Regions from separate parts of the Mus musculus genome. Here regions 1 and 2 are each linked to region 3. Evidence: chromatin contacts called from public HiChIP or PLAC-seq data. All regions are on one chromosome and are shown on one strand. Each heading gives the region's core, a stretch centred on a gene start, on an enhancer-like site or on the middle of the called end of the contact. The rest is flanking DNA. Distances are from core to core; before and after follow the strand shown. Region 1 holds the start of Klhdc10 (kelch domain containing 10). Region 2 has its middle 37 kb from the start of Zc3hc1. Region 3 holds the start of Mirc35hg (microRNA cluster 35, host gene).

What was found. HiChIP or PLAC-seq counts read pairs in DNA pulled down with a chosen protein or histone mark.
Region 1: a FOXA1 HiChIP or PLAC-seq map of pancreatic cancer cells shows a contact between it and region 3. The contact joins the promoter of Klhdc10 here to the promoter of Mirc35hg in region 3. A contact is called at or near these places in 1 of 484 Hi-C or Micro-C datasets (embryonic stem cells), 3 of 115 datasets of contacts at active chromatin or transcription factors (embryonic stem cells and pancreatic cancer cells) and 2 of 9 other capture datasets (adipose tissue and pancreatic islet).
Region 2: a contact with region 3 is called in an H3K4me3 HiChIP or PLAC-seq map of craniofacial prominence, with 4 times the contacts expected there. The contact joins the enhancer-like site here to the promoter of Mirc35hg in region 3. A contact is called at or near these places in 11 of 39 promoter capture datasets (the 3T3-L1 cell line, the C10 cell line, the HPC-7 cell line and 8 more), 6 of 484 Hi-C or Micro-C datasets (CD4 T cells, bone marrow-derived macrophages, embryonic stem cells and 2 more), 15 of 115 datasets of contacts at active chromatin or transcription factors (craniofacial prominence, double positive thymocytes, effector CD8 T cells and 7 more) and 1 of 9 other capture datasets (liver).

Annotation. Positions count from the first base shown.
Region 1 is chr6:30,400,365-30,404,876 of GRCm38.p6, reverse strand. Klhdc10 (kelch domain containing 10) reads right to left here and starts at 3,022. Exons shown (of 10, transcript NM_029742.3): 1 at 2,727-3,022. The coding sequence starts at 2,883.
Region 2 is chr6:30,352,296-30,356,560 of GRCm38.p6, reverse strand. No RefSeq gene overlaps it. Among named protein-coding and RNA genes, the nearest start is that of Zc3hc1, 37 kb to the left of the region's middle. Within about 2 kb of position 1,635, at least 87 of the 459 cell types and tissues checked have an H3K27ac peak or open chromatin away from gene starts, as enhancers often do. A contact at or near this core is called in the HPC-7 cell line, bone marrow-derived macrophages, double positive thymocytes and 2 more, where this site is marked.
Region 3 is chr6:30,171,942-30,176,661 of GRCm38.p6, reverse strand. Mirc35hg (microRNA cluster 35, host gene) reads left to right here and starts at 2,537. Exons shown (of 2, transcript NR_126540.1): 1 at 2,537-2,982. BB283400 (expressed sequence BB283400) reads right to left here and starts at 39. Exons shown (of 1, transcript NR_038124.1): 1 at 1-39.

The DNA of each region.
Region 1 (4,512 bases), core at 1,773-4,272, 230 kb before region 3:
AGGGTCTCAGCCTTACTGTGAGAGCAATGAAGCAGCAAGAAAGGTTAGGTACAGTGTCATGTGCCTGTATGCCACTACTCTAGAAGCTGACACAGAAGGGTGAAAGGTTCAAGGCCAGCCTGGACAAGGTTAGACCCTATGTTAAAAACAAAAAAGGTAAAAGAAAAAGGCTATAAGCAGAGATAATAAAAGATTTGTATTTTCAAAGATCAGTGATATATGAATGGGAGGCTCTAGCAGACGTAGGAAGTCTGCTTAGAAAGCTACTGCAGTGACCCTAAAGGACAGTGACAGAATTAGTTACAATGGAAACAAAATGAACAAGACTAGGTAGCTAACTATAACTGAAGTTGGTGGGGAGCTTAAGGAGACCCAGCTTTCAGATTCCCATAAGTAGATGGATAAAGGTCCTACCACCAAAGCCAGGCACAGGCCTTTAACCCCAGTGCACAGGAAGTAGAGCCTGGAAGATACCTTTGAGTTTGAAGCCACGCTGGTCTACATGCTATATAGTAAGATTTTTGTCTTTTACATTTTCTCAAAAGATACTATCCCTGAAAGACAATGAGGACACTCCAGGAACACCACCATATTATACTGCTTTGTTTCACAGGGACTGGACACAAGACAGAAATGTTAGAAAGAAGAAAAAAGGTTCTTCAAGTATGTGGAAGCCTTAGTAAAGAAGGGTGAATTGGAAAATAGGGATAGAAGTCAAAAGAGATGAAAAATTAATAACCAAACAAACAAAAACAAACACAAAATCAAAAAGAAAAAAAAAGAGGAAGAAAAGATAGGTCTCTAGCGTCAGCCATAAAACAGACCTACACATTCCTTCCTATTCCTCACTACCACTTAAAATAGTCTGAATTACTTCAAAATAGAGTAAAGAGCTATAATATGCAGTACCTAGGAGAACAAAGGATTAGTATGAAAGAATTTATTATTTATATCAACATATATTATTGAGCTATTGGGAATTTTCTAATTTTGAGAACGAGGGAAAGATGGAGACCGCCTGTGTGGGAAGAAGGAGCTGAATGCCAGCCTGGAAGAAAGGAAGCAGAACGAAGACTGACAACTCCACTTCTCCAATTTTCACAGTTTAAGCACGTTTTATCTTCACCTCTGGACAAATGGCTGTTCTTGTCCTCCTGTGCTAAGGGAATGCAGAAATAGCGCCATACTTCAGACCCTTATTTGAAATCATGGCTTACCCTGCCCTCATGTGGTAGCAGAGAGGAACTGCACCAGTATGTTGCAGGACCCTGAGAATGCCCACATGAAGTTCATGGTGTAATAATTAATCTATGACCAAAGACTTAAAAGATTGCAGGCAGAGAGCAAACTGGGAATAGTCCTTGCCAAGGGATTTATCTTCTAGGCTTAGTAATGCAGAAAACCTAGGGTTTTGTTGTTAACTGATGATAACAAAAAAAAATGTCTCCTTTTTTCTTGTTAAACATCACATATTTAGCAATTCCAGAATACCAGTCTGATACTGTTTATTCAAATCCAATTTATGGTATATTTGATTATTTACAAATGTCTCAATTTTATTTTAATGGCATGAACAAATGGGTTAATGAACATTTCTGGCACACATCAAAAACCATATCACAAATATTAGTAATTATCTCTCTGAATAAGTAAAATCCCCTTTGTTATCTTTAAATTAATCAACTGATTTTTTTTACCACCTAGAAGAACAAGTCACAATAGTAAACACAATTCAGAAACAATCAGGTTCTCAAAACATCTAAACAAATATACCACTGATACAATCAACTTAACACTAGTCACACATACACAAAAAAACATGGCGAAGGTCTAGTACATCATTCCTGACAATTCTCTTCACGGTGAAAAAAAAAAAAAAACACGACTGCCCAATAAAATGATTTAGCATTCTGTGCATGATTTAATTCTCTACCTTTTAACAGACTGAAAATTTGTAAACGTACGCTTTTTACAACTGTTTACACACATACCTACATGACTTTGTTTTGTTTTTTTTAAAACATGTGAACTCAAAGACCATGAAATTTTTAGCAGTAGGTATATTTTTCCAATTTTCAGTTTTGATACCGGGATCACATCCTTTCGTTTCTTTATATTCATGATCTTCATTTCCCCCTTTTAAAATCTAGTCACCATTACCCATTCTGTCTCTGTACATCCCCAAATATTACTGATTCAACCATTTCCCTTAATCTTTTTTATTTTCTTTCCCATATACTCCCTAGCCAACACACACACACATACATACATACACACACACACTTTCACATGCTCATTCCATTTCAAAATATCCAACTCTGACACAGTTGGTTGGCTTTTTTTTTTTCCTTTCAAACAAAATCACTTCTATATTGCTCTCCTCTCCTTAATTTGGCACTCCTTTTGAAATAATTTTCCACAGTTAAACACCAATGTCTTTCTTTCACAACATCCATCCGCGGAAGAGGAAAAGATTAAGAACCGGGCAAGCGAAACATTTGGGAATGTCAAAGAGACAGCGGCCTCTCGGTCGGGAGGAAAATACAACTCTCCTCCCCGAGCTGTCGACACAGCGAGACTTCTCTTCGGCGTGCTCCGGTTCCCCTCCTGACCTCAACGCCACCTTCCTGCTGCTCTGCTTCCCTGTCCTCCCTCGGCTGTGTGTCCGAGGGGCAGCAGAGCCCGGCGACCGCCACCTTCTCGCCGGCAGCGGCCCCACCACTCACCTGGCAGGTGCGGCCGTCCCGAGAGCTGCACGAATCGGTTGAGCTGTCCGGTGCCCCGACCCCCGCCGGCCGCGCCGGCCCCGCTAACCCCGCTGGCCCCGCCGGCCGCGCCTCCTCCCCGCCGGCGGTTCCGGTCCCAGCCCTGGGCAGCCGACATGGCCCGCTAACGATTGCCGCAGCCCGGTCCCGGCAAGCCCCTGCCCCGGCAGCGCGAGCCGAGCCTCCTTCCCGGGCTCCTCAAGAGACCCGGGAGACGGGGGCCGGGGTAGCGCCGGGCTCTCCAGCAACCAATGGCTGGCCGCCTTGGTGACAGTGGACCAATGGGCAGTCTCTTTCTTGGCAGGTGGAGGGAGGCGGGGAGAGACGTGGTAACCATAGCTATAGCTAAAAGAGATGGGGGGAGAAAAGGCGTAAGCAGACGCTCAGAGAGCGCATCGATTCCCGGAGCTCGCCCGCTTCTCCGGGATGCTGGGGGCTCAGACCAGATAGTCGAAGACCGAGCGGGGAGGCTACGCCAGAGGAGACTCCCAAGCAGGGTCGCTGCCTCAGCATGGTCGATACTCCGGAATTCTGTCCCATAAGCACTGCATTTAGAAACATCATAGGTACACAATGCATGTACTTGGTGTTGGTACATCTGTCTGCAGTTCTGCAAACTGAGCCCCGGTCTGCGGACTGTTGCCACACACAAAGGGCTCACGGGAGGTGGGGGCAGGGGGAGGAGTCAGATGAAATCTAAAAAACTCCTGGCTTTCATCATTTGTTTTGTCTCACGGTGGCACTGCCGGGACCCTTCCCCTGCAAAAGCCACGTCAAGAGCAAACAGCTTTAAACCCGATTAGCAAATACCGAAAACTGTTCGATATTAGAGTAATCATAGAAACACAAGTGAAAATTTCAATAAGAAAATCTTTCAGGCATCAGTGAAGATCTTTATTTAAACACGCGGCTTGTGTATGCCTGCCAAGAAAAAAACAATAGAAAAAGATACTCTCTTAGATGACACACGATCAAGTAAATGTTTTACTCACACACACACACACAAACAATCCACCTCAATTGTCTTACAATATACACAGTTAACGATAGAAAATGGAACGGACGATGTGATTTTAAAATGTAAATATCAGAAATTCCCATCGTTTCAAAATTAAACCGAAAATTTGGCTTTGAAGTTGGGGAGGCGCAGTGCACAGTGGGAAAATGCAGATACACATTGCTGTTTCCAAATAAGGAAAAAAAACATAAATTTCTCAAGGGAAACAAAACCTTTCAAGATCTAATCTGATGGACTGCTGACCCCCTTGATGTTTCACACATGAGAACCTCACATGTTGGATTTTTTTTTTTTTTAAGGAGTGGGGTGGAGAAGGAGAAAGTGCTGAGACCAGAAGTCTCCTTTGATCTCAGTGAGCAAATTTCATGTCGTCATGAAATTTTGGTTTTTTGTCTCCACACCCAGTTTCTGTAGGAAAAGAAGTATTTTTATCCATTATGCATTATGATACAGTTTATTGAAATGTTTGACATCTGATAAAAAGAAAACCCATGGAGCTGGGGATGAAGGTAGCTCAGTTGCTTAAAATACTTGTCTAGCACCAAAGGTACAGTCTCCTGCCACAGTATAAAACTCAGCATGGTGACACACTCTTGTAATCCCCAACCGAGGATGGTGGCAGAAAGATCAGGCATTCAAATCCAGCCCCACTCAGATAGATACATTACAAGTTCAAGGCCAACCTTAGCGGCATAAAATCCAGACTCAACAACAACAAAAACAAACAAA
Region 2 (4,265 bases), core at 386-2,885, 180 kb before region 3:
TAAACATGGCTGTCCAGGGCCAGGGAAGGGAGGGCCTTCCACCCAGTGCCCTTTCCATACCTGTCCAGCGGTAGAACCAGACACAAAGTTGCAAAGACTATGGCCTGACTCCCTGCATTCAGCCAAGGTCAGAGTGGGGAGTGACAGCCAAGACGGCACACAGGTTGTGGCCAAGCCAGCTCAGAGTCAGTCGGGATCTGGCCATCTGGACTCAAATACTGGATGCCCTTGTTATCAGTCTGTCTTCTGAGCCAGCTCCTGGGGCCTCTGCTTCTTGATATGTAAAAGGGGCAGGAGTAGTCAGTGTCTATGTCAAAGGGCTGCTTAAGAGCTAAGGGACCTGATGTTTGTTACGTGGTTGCTAAGCAATCCTTAGCTGCACACCTGGCCACCCGTGTCTCCAGGCTGTAGGGACTTTTGGGTCTGAGGAAAAGAAATGGGCACTGGGCTCAGGCAAAAACATCCCAGAATGTCTCGCTAGCTCATCCTTGCTATGGGAAGGATTCTTCTCGCCCAGTGGCTCTCCCCCATCAGCAGAGGTGCTGGTACTTCAGCTCGATGCCCAGTTTTAGAAGCATCGGGAAGCAGCATCTTGGGCAACCAAACACCAAGTGAGATAACCACATTCTTGCCAGCCTCCTCCAGCCTTGGCTCAGGGCCCAGCAGGGCCACCCTTAGGAGATGGTGCTAAGAAGACAACAGGCAAGCTAATTATAGGCCCGGCCTGCTGGGCTGTGGACACTGCCTGTTTGGCCTGCACGGCTTACCTGAGTCATCTATCCTGCGGCCACTTGAGCCTGGATCTGGACTAGCAGGCCACAGGGAGTCAGGAGCGCCTTCCCTGTGCTCAGTCTGGTCAGCTGCACCACTTCCTGCCTCTTTTCCCCTCAGAAAGCCAGTTGAGGCAGGTGAGCACCCCAGATCAGAGGCCAGAAGGCCTAATGCCTACTGCGAGGTGAGCACAATGCTGGGATCCCAGAGTCTCTGGAAAAATCACTTCACAGGTCAAAGTAAAAGGCATAGAATGAACAGGGCAGTGGCCTCCTCCTTCCACCACACGGTCCACACCTCCATCCTCTCCCTGAACCTTACTGGTCTGCAGGGGCCCCAGCTCTCTTGCTCCTCAGTGGTCAGCTGTGATCTGGGCTCAGTTCCCATAAACTTAGCCCAGGAATTTTTCAAAGTAAAAGGAGGGCAAATATGGGTGCCGTGGTTCAAAAAATCAGTCTTAAAATCACAACAGAGTTAGAAAACATTCTTTGAGGCGTTAAAAATGAGGATAAATGACAAGAAAGTCCCCAGCTCTTTGGATTTAGTGCATTAGGGAGGCAAGGGTGTGGCAGGAGAAAAACTGGGGGTACCCTCTGTGAGGGGAATGTTTGCACCCATAGCAGGGCTCATCTGTGCACTAGAAGGCCAACATGGAAAGCTGTGAACCCAGACTCGGGAGGCAGAGGCAGAGGGGTCAGGAGTTCAAGGTCAGCTTTGGATAAGTGGTGAGTTCAAGGCCAGCATGGGCTACATGAGGTCCTATTAAAAAAAAAAAAAAAAAGCCAAAGGGGCCGTGAGTGAGGTCGGGCAAGAAACAGGAAGTGATGTGGGTGGGTGCTGTTTTGTTTTGCTTCTGTTTTTGAGAGGGAGAAGGAGAGGGAGAGTGTGTGTGTGTGCCAAAAGCCATAGGTCTCCTAGAGCAGGAGTCACAGGAAGTGAGTTGTCTGACATAGACGTATGGGATTGAACTCACGTCCTTTGGAAGAGCAACACTTGTTCTTAACTCTTAAGTCACCTTTTCAGCCCCTAATTTTTTTTTTTAATTTAAAAAAAAAAGATGTGTGTGTGATTGGAGGGGTCTATCATGGCACAAGAGTGGAGGTCAGAGGACAACTTTGGAGTTGATTCTGTCTGTCTACCTTTAGGTGGGTCCTTGTCATAACAGCAGCCATCTCACCAACCTGTTCTCTTGGTTGTTTTTGTTTTTGTTTTTGTTTTTTCCCCTCCCTGTTTTATTTTAGTTATCTATCTATTTATTTTGAGACAGGGTTTTTCTGTGTAGCCCTGGTTGTCCTGGAACTCACTCCATAGACCAGGCTGGCCTCGAACTCAGAGTGCTGGGACTTAAGGCATACAACCCGGCCTTCCTTCCTTTTTTTTTTTTTTTTCCTGACAGGGTCTGTATCTCCCTCTGTAAGCCTGGCTGACATGCCTCTTGCTATGTAGTGACTGTAAGGCTGGACTCAAACTCAGAGATTCTGCCTGCCAAGCCGCCCACGAGCTGGGGTTCAAGGCTTGTGCCCCTTCACCCTGCCTTGTGTTTTGATATTTGAGACAGGTTCTCTTGTAGTCAGCTTTAAACTCTCCATCCTCCTGCCTCTACCTTGCAGGTGCTGGGATCACAGGTATGTACCATGATGCTTGTCTGTTTTAAGGGAGCCATCCTTTTGGGGTAGGAATGAAGTTCTCTGCTCCCCAGGAGAGTAGACCACCAAGCGCCTGCCCGAGAGCTTTGCCTGGCCTCTCTCCGCAACTCCCACAGCACTAGAGGGTTGGTGACACCCTCTGCCATCTGAGCCTCAGCGCTCCTGTTGCCGCCCACAGCCCCTCATGCTTTCTACCCTTCTTGAAGTGAGCCTGATTACAGACTGCCCCCCTGGGGGAGGGAGCGGAGGGAGGGTGGAGGGAGACCTAGTTCTGGCCTTGCTGACTAAAAGAATGACCTCAGTGTCATAATGACTGGCTTTCTGGTTAAGCTGCCAACCTGGGTGCCTCCCCACTCTGGCCTTTAAGATAGCTCCACACAGGATGATTGTGTCTGTCGGCAGAGAGCAGTTGGGCTCCTGTAGCAGGAGTCCGTCAGGAGATGGTCCGGCCTCACCCTCAGTACCACCCCATTAGACGGGGCTCATAATGGAACTCCCCAGGACAGAACCCTTCATTTTTTTGTTCTTATTTTTTGGTTTGATTTGTCTAGACAGGGTTTCTCTGTGTAGCCCTGGCTGTCCTGGGTCTCTTCTCTGTAGACCAGGCTGGCCTCAAACTCCGAGATCTGCCTGTCTCTCTTGAGTGCTGGGATTGATTAAAGGTATGCTGGCCTGGCTCCAGGACAGAACCTGGGAACCAAGAAGTCTCTTACCACTCTATAATCTGAGGGGAAAATCAGGGCACCGAGTCTACGTATGACTTTGTACATGAAAACACTCTGCCAGTTTAAAAGTGAGATTGGCAGTAGATGCCGTCCATACCTGTAATCTCCATGTCAGGGCCAGCATGATGCTCCACGCAAGCCTGGAGACCTGAGGTCAGCATTCAGACCCCAGTATGGGTTGCAGGGCACCCTGCTCAGTCTTTGGTTTTGGGGTTTTTTTGTTTTGTTTTGTTTTGTTTTTTCTGTGATAAGCCATTCTGACTGGAAGCCTCCTGGGGAGGAAAGGGTTTATTCATCTTACATCTCCATCTCTGAGGGAGGTCAGGCAGGAAAATGAGACAGAAACGAAGCAGAGGTGAAGCAGAGGTCGGAAGGAGCCCTGGTAACTGACTTGCTCTCCCTGGCTTGCTCAGCTGTTTTTATAATACAACCCGGGCCTATCCGCCCCCGGATGGCACCATCCTCCGAGGGCTGGGCCATCCTCCGTCAGTTAGCAATCAAGAAAATATCCCCACAGACATGCCCACAGGCAAGCCCAATGCAGTCACTTCCTCGGTTGAGAGTTCTCCCAGGTGTGTCAAGTTGACAATCAAGATTAGCCACCACACTGTCACAACAAAATCAAAAGCTGAAGGAAAGACTGGGTCAAGAGGAGAAGACAGGTAGCCTGGAAAACAGAGACTGCAGGAAAATCGCCCCGAGGAATCTGAATGAGAAGCAGGCCATGGGCCAGGAAGTGGCTCAGGACATCTGAAGCCATACATAGAATGTGACAGGCAGATGACCTTTTCATTGGGATCAGGACTGTGCCCCACCTTTGGACCACTGAACCAGCAAGCCACCCAGAGAGATGGCAGCTTGTCACAGATGCCAAAACTGCCATGAATGCTACTGTAACGGGTTATCCATTCCTGGCAAGAATCTAGACAGCCTTTGGGAGATCTGATCTGTGCCCCTCCAACTACCCAAGCAGGAATTTAGTGCCATGGAGGTGATCGTGGGGACATCCTCCAGTTGTTTCAAACTCCTGACTCTCCTCAGCCTTGGAAATGCTGAGATTACAGTAAGACCCACCATGCCTCACTAGCCCCAGCCCTTTGCTGTTCTGAGGAATCCCAAATGC
Region 3 (4,720 bases), core at 1,288-3,787:
ACTGGGGCTAACACGAGGGAGTGAGAGGTTGGGATTAGGTAGATTGCACAGGGCAGAGGTTGGGGAAGAATAATGGACACGCTGAGAGATGCTAGGAACGCTGAGTCTACGTGCCCTGCCTGGCACAGGGCGTGCTGGCCACTCAGTACCCCACGGGCCTAGGGACCAGGTAAGGCTCTGAGGTTCAAGAGCCTAAGCACAAGATCTTGTAGGCGTGGGGGCGTGGGGGCGTGGGGGTGGGGTGAGGCGTAAGTAAGGCCCCTTCTAAACCGTGATCCAGGGTCGGGAAGCAAACTACATGTCTCTAACAGCTCGGCTCTGGCCCGAGAGGGTCGTTGTCCTCTGGAAGGGAGGGATCTCTGTATCTGTAGGTGGGGAATACCGCAGCTCGTAGGCACAAGTTGGAAGGGTAGGATACTTGCATGCAGCCTTGGGTACACTCGGCGGGCCAGCAAAGTAAGGATCTGGGTTCGTCCGAGCTCTTCACCGACCGGAGCCCCGGGCTGTAAGCGATCTGGGATATCGGGTCCCTGGGGACCGCCCCCTCACCACTCCGGTCCAGCTCCAGTTACTGGTCGAGCCTGCTACCTAAAATATGTATGAGGACCTTGCGGGTGCAATTTCACGGCCCCTCCTAGAGTGAGGCTGGGGGGTCTCAGGGTGAGAAGGGAGCTGCGCGGGCAGCAAGCGACGCTGGCTCTTGGGCGGGGGCTGTCTCGACTTTCAACAGAGCATTTAAGAAAGGTAGAAACCGGATCCATCTCACCCGCGCCCCCGCCCTTCGAGTCCGACGGCGGGACCCCGCAGCCGAGCGGCTAGCTTTCCGTTCTGCGGTGTCTGGTTCTCGACAGCAGGTGAATGGGCCCAGGCGAGGCGCGGGGGGGCGGGGCGTACGCTATAAAGGGGCGCGGCAGGACTAGGGGGTCACTCGCAGCCGGTGTGGCCTGCGCGTCCGAGCACACAGAGCTGTGACCGCCTGGTGCCGGACAGGCCTAGGGACCAGGTAGGGCGTGAGTGGAGATGCCGGCCGGCAGTGAGGTTCAGGGCCACAGGGATGGAAAGGGAAGGAGGCGGGACAGGGAGGGTTAATGTAGAGTCACCACACCCCCCTGAGGTCTGTCGGGTCGTGCCCTGCTCTTCCTGTTCGGTTCTGGTGCATCACGTCCCATCCCCAACTGTGCTGGGAGAGGGACAAGCGGGTCCTGGCCTTCCTGCCTTGGGGTGGGTCTTGCCTCCGGAGCCATCTGTCTGTAACATCCATGGCTGAAGCAGGTCTTGCCCAGGAGCTGAGTATCTAGAAGGGTTCGTATCTGCAGCGTCATTCTCGGACCCTGGCAGACAGCAGGGGAGGGAGGAATCCAGGGGCTCGGTTCCCCTAATCCATTTACTTCGCTTGAGCTCAAGGTTTTCAGTCTCAGCGCAAGGGCCCTTTAGTTTGGTGGGAACATCAGCTAAGCCCCACCCCACCCCCACACCCGGTTTTAGAGGCTTCTAGGCGGTCAGACCTGCCCGGATTCATTGGGAGAACTAGGAGCTAAAAGGGAGGAAGGCGGATTAACGTTTTATTTTAATCTGGTTTTGAACTGTGGTTGCCGTCTGGGGCAGCCGGGCGCGGCAGGGAATGGGAGGGCGCTCAAAGCAGGGGAGGGGGATGTGCGCACTCTCTGGTCTCAGGATGCTGGGGAGAAGGAAGAGGCCACTTCAAACGAGACAGCTAGGGTGTACCTTAACTCTGCTCCTCCCCAGAGGCTCCGGGGTGGCATCCTAGCTAAGAAGGTTCCGAGGGATCTAATCCCCGTCCTCGTTCCAGATGGCCCCGCCCCCTCCCGGGGGAGCCACTGCGGCAGTGGAGGGGCAGGAAGGGAGATGGGAAGGGGTCTGGGGGTGGCTTCCCTTCCCCTCCCCCTTCCGGGACAGGCGGTCTTTGTTCCCTGCGGCGGCGGCGGCCAGACACCTGTGAGGCTTCAGGGCTAGGCAAAGGTGGGTTAGGACGAGTGGCGAGCCTCTGGTGCCCACTCCAACTCTCTACCTTCGGGCCAGGGTGCTCCCACCGAGGCAGAACAGACTGTGGCCAGTTCTCCGGCTGCAGAGTACCGTCTAGTGTGGTCCCACAGTACTCCTGGCCTCCAAACGCACTTCCCCTCCCCCAGCCCAGAGTCGGATTTCCAAGTTTGCTGTGCTACACACACCTTGGCTAGCAAGGGGTTCAGAGGGAGGTGGGATGGTAGGGCATCGGGGCACACCTCGGCCGGCGGCACCCCAGCCCAAGGTAGGAGGCTAGAACAGCGAGTGGGCAGCGGGACCCCTTAGGGGCCAAACCCAGCTGGGTTCGGCGAACAGGCGGGGCTCGCGACGTATCCGCAGTCCCGGTCGGGCGTGCCCTACGACGCGCACCAACCGGAGCAACATTCAAGGTGAATCATCTTCGGTCCGCCTCCCGTCCCTCCCCCGCCCCACAGCACCTGAGCCAATGGCGCGGCGCGGGGGGCGGGCGGGGCGCTGGGGGCGGTAAAACCCTCCCGGAGTCATTATCTCTGCACTCCGTCGAGCCCCCGGGTCTCGGCGCCGGAGCCTGCTAGCCTCCTTCCTTGAACACGATCGTCACACCTGGTGCACCCCTTTCGTCTGCCTCTGGGGCTCGGTGACCATTCAGCCCTACCCCGCCTGCTGCGTGGAAGAGGCTCCTCCTCAGGTGGCTCGGCCGGGGCCTTCCCCTGCAGACCTGTCACCCGACACCCAGGAAGCGCGCGGCCCCATCCCGGCTCCTCTTTGTTCCCCCGCTGGGCTCCGCGCTCCGGCGCCACCTCCTCCCGCCAAGGTCCTGGTGATTTGGGGCGCCGCTCTCGGCTCAACCTGGGCACGCCTCAAGTTCTGTCCATTGGGCCCGCTCCAAACGAGGGCCCTTTTTTTGCCTAGTTCCTCGGGTGTGGACTCGGAGCAGAGCTGGGAGGCGGCGGTGAGCCCAGCCCGGAGCCGGCGCAGGTGAGTGTGCGGGGCGGGGCCGGGCGGAGCCAGTGCTGGGCCAGGGAGAAGGTGGAGCGGGTGCCGGAGGGCCAACAGTTCTAGCACCCAGTTTTGTGGGCGGCCGGAGGGGCAAGCAGAGGCCACGTCGTGGCTGTGGCCTTCGGGGATGACGCGGCACTGTGAATTCCTGACTTCCTTGGCCTTTTGGCGGGGATGCCGGCGAGGTGCCAGGGGACGGGGCCCTCAGTACCATGTGCACCGCATCCAGTGCGGTTCCCGGGGCGGGAAGAAAGCGGGGGGCATTTTGAGCCTAGGTTGGGTTTGGCTCGGTGCCTGATGCTGCCCGCCCTAATGTCGCCTCCCGGAGGAATTCGGCTGGGGTCCCGGGAGTTTCGCCGCCCTGTTGGGCCTGGGAGGAAGTGCAAGGCCGGGAGGCTGGCCGCGACGCGGGCTGGGGAGCGTTCCTGCGTCGAGCTGGTTTCTCCAGCCCCTTCTCAGGGTTTCACTGCAGGTTGGTTATCGCTTCCGTGGCCCGGAGCCTGCCCCGCCCAGTCCCCTGGGAAAAGCTGGTCCAAGAACTCAGCTTGCCTTCCTTCTGTATCCTCCGGCCTGGAGCAAGCGGATACCAGTTCTGAGTCCGAACCAATTCGGTTAGCAAGGGCTGCTCCCAGGTCCCCAGAATCCTGCCCCCGGAACATGTCTCGGATGTTTTACTAGTCGGTGTATCCAATAGTTACCGGCAGTGGCGATGCAGCCCAGGCATCAGGGATCGCTCAGTTCTGCGGAGCCCTACAGGCTGAGCCCTTCCTTCATCCTTGGCACCCCTACACTAAGTAGAAAGATCTGCTAGCGCAAGGGATGCAATTCTGATTAGGAGATTAGGGACAGAGATGGGGGGCGGGTGCCCTATTGGGCGCCGTCTCTGTCAGAGATAGTTAGGACAGGGCCTTCTAGGTTTCCTGCTGGCTAACCTCCTGAGGACTAAGAGTCCAGTTTTCACACTGAGCCAGGTACCTGTGTTACACGTCCGCCCTGAGACTCCGTGCACAGTCAGTCTAGCCTGCATCACCCTCTGCCTAGACAAACCTTGGGCATCATGTTTCTAGATTTCTGTTCCGAGGTCAATCAAGCCTTCTAAGAAACCCAGTAAACCGAGCCCACCTTTCATCCTCCACTTGTTTTCTTTAGGGCTTCTAGCCACCCTTTCAAACAGTGAGGGGGGTCAGTGGGTGGGAGATTATTACACAAAGAAGAAACAATTTCACTGTAATAGTCTCCCTTGTGAGGATTTCGTTTATTCTTATTTTCCACTAGGAGTATTAACGGGGTCCAGTGGCCCTGGGAACGTGCTTGTGCTGTGCACAGCTGAGCACACTCGAGTTTGGTGCATGCCTGGGTAGCTTGGACTGCATCAAAAGCAGCTTGAGGGGCTCCTAAGATTTCACTAGCCAACCAGGAGGCTGGGCCACGCCCTGAGCTAGTGGAGAGGCTAGCCGCCCCAGCCTTTGCAGCATTCGATGGAGATATAAGTGATCCGTGCTGGGCCAATCGCTGGTGGGAAGATTCGCAACAGAGACTCTAGATTCGATGTGTAGGGGTTGATGGTGACAGTTGCTGAATGTTAGCAAAAGATCCCTAAAGACTCCACCCGAACCACTCACCTCTAGGGAGCTCTGGTACTGAGAATGGTAGGCTGGGGGGGGGGGGCAGGGGGAAGAGGCACATATAGGTCTGACTACAGAGCAAGAGCCCAGGG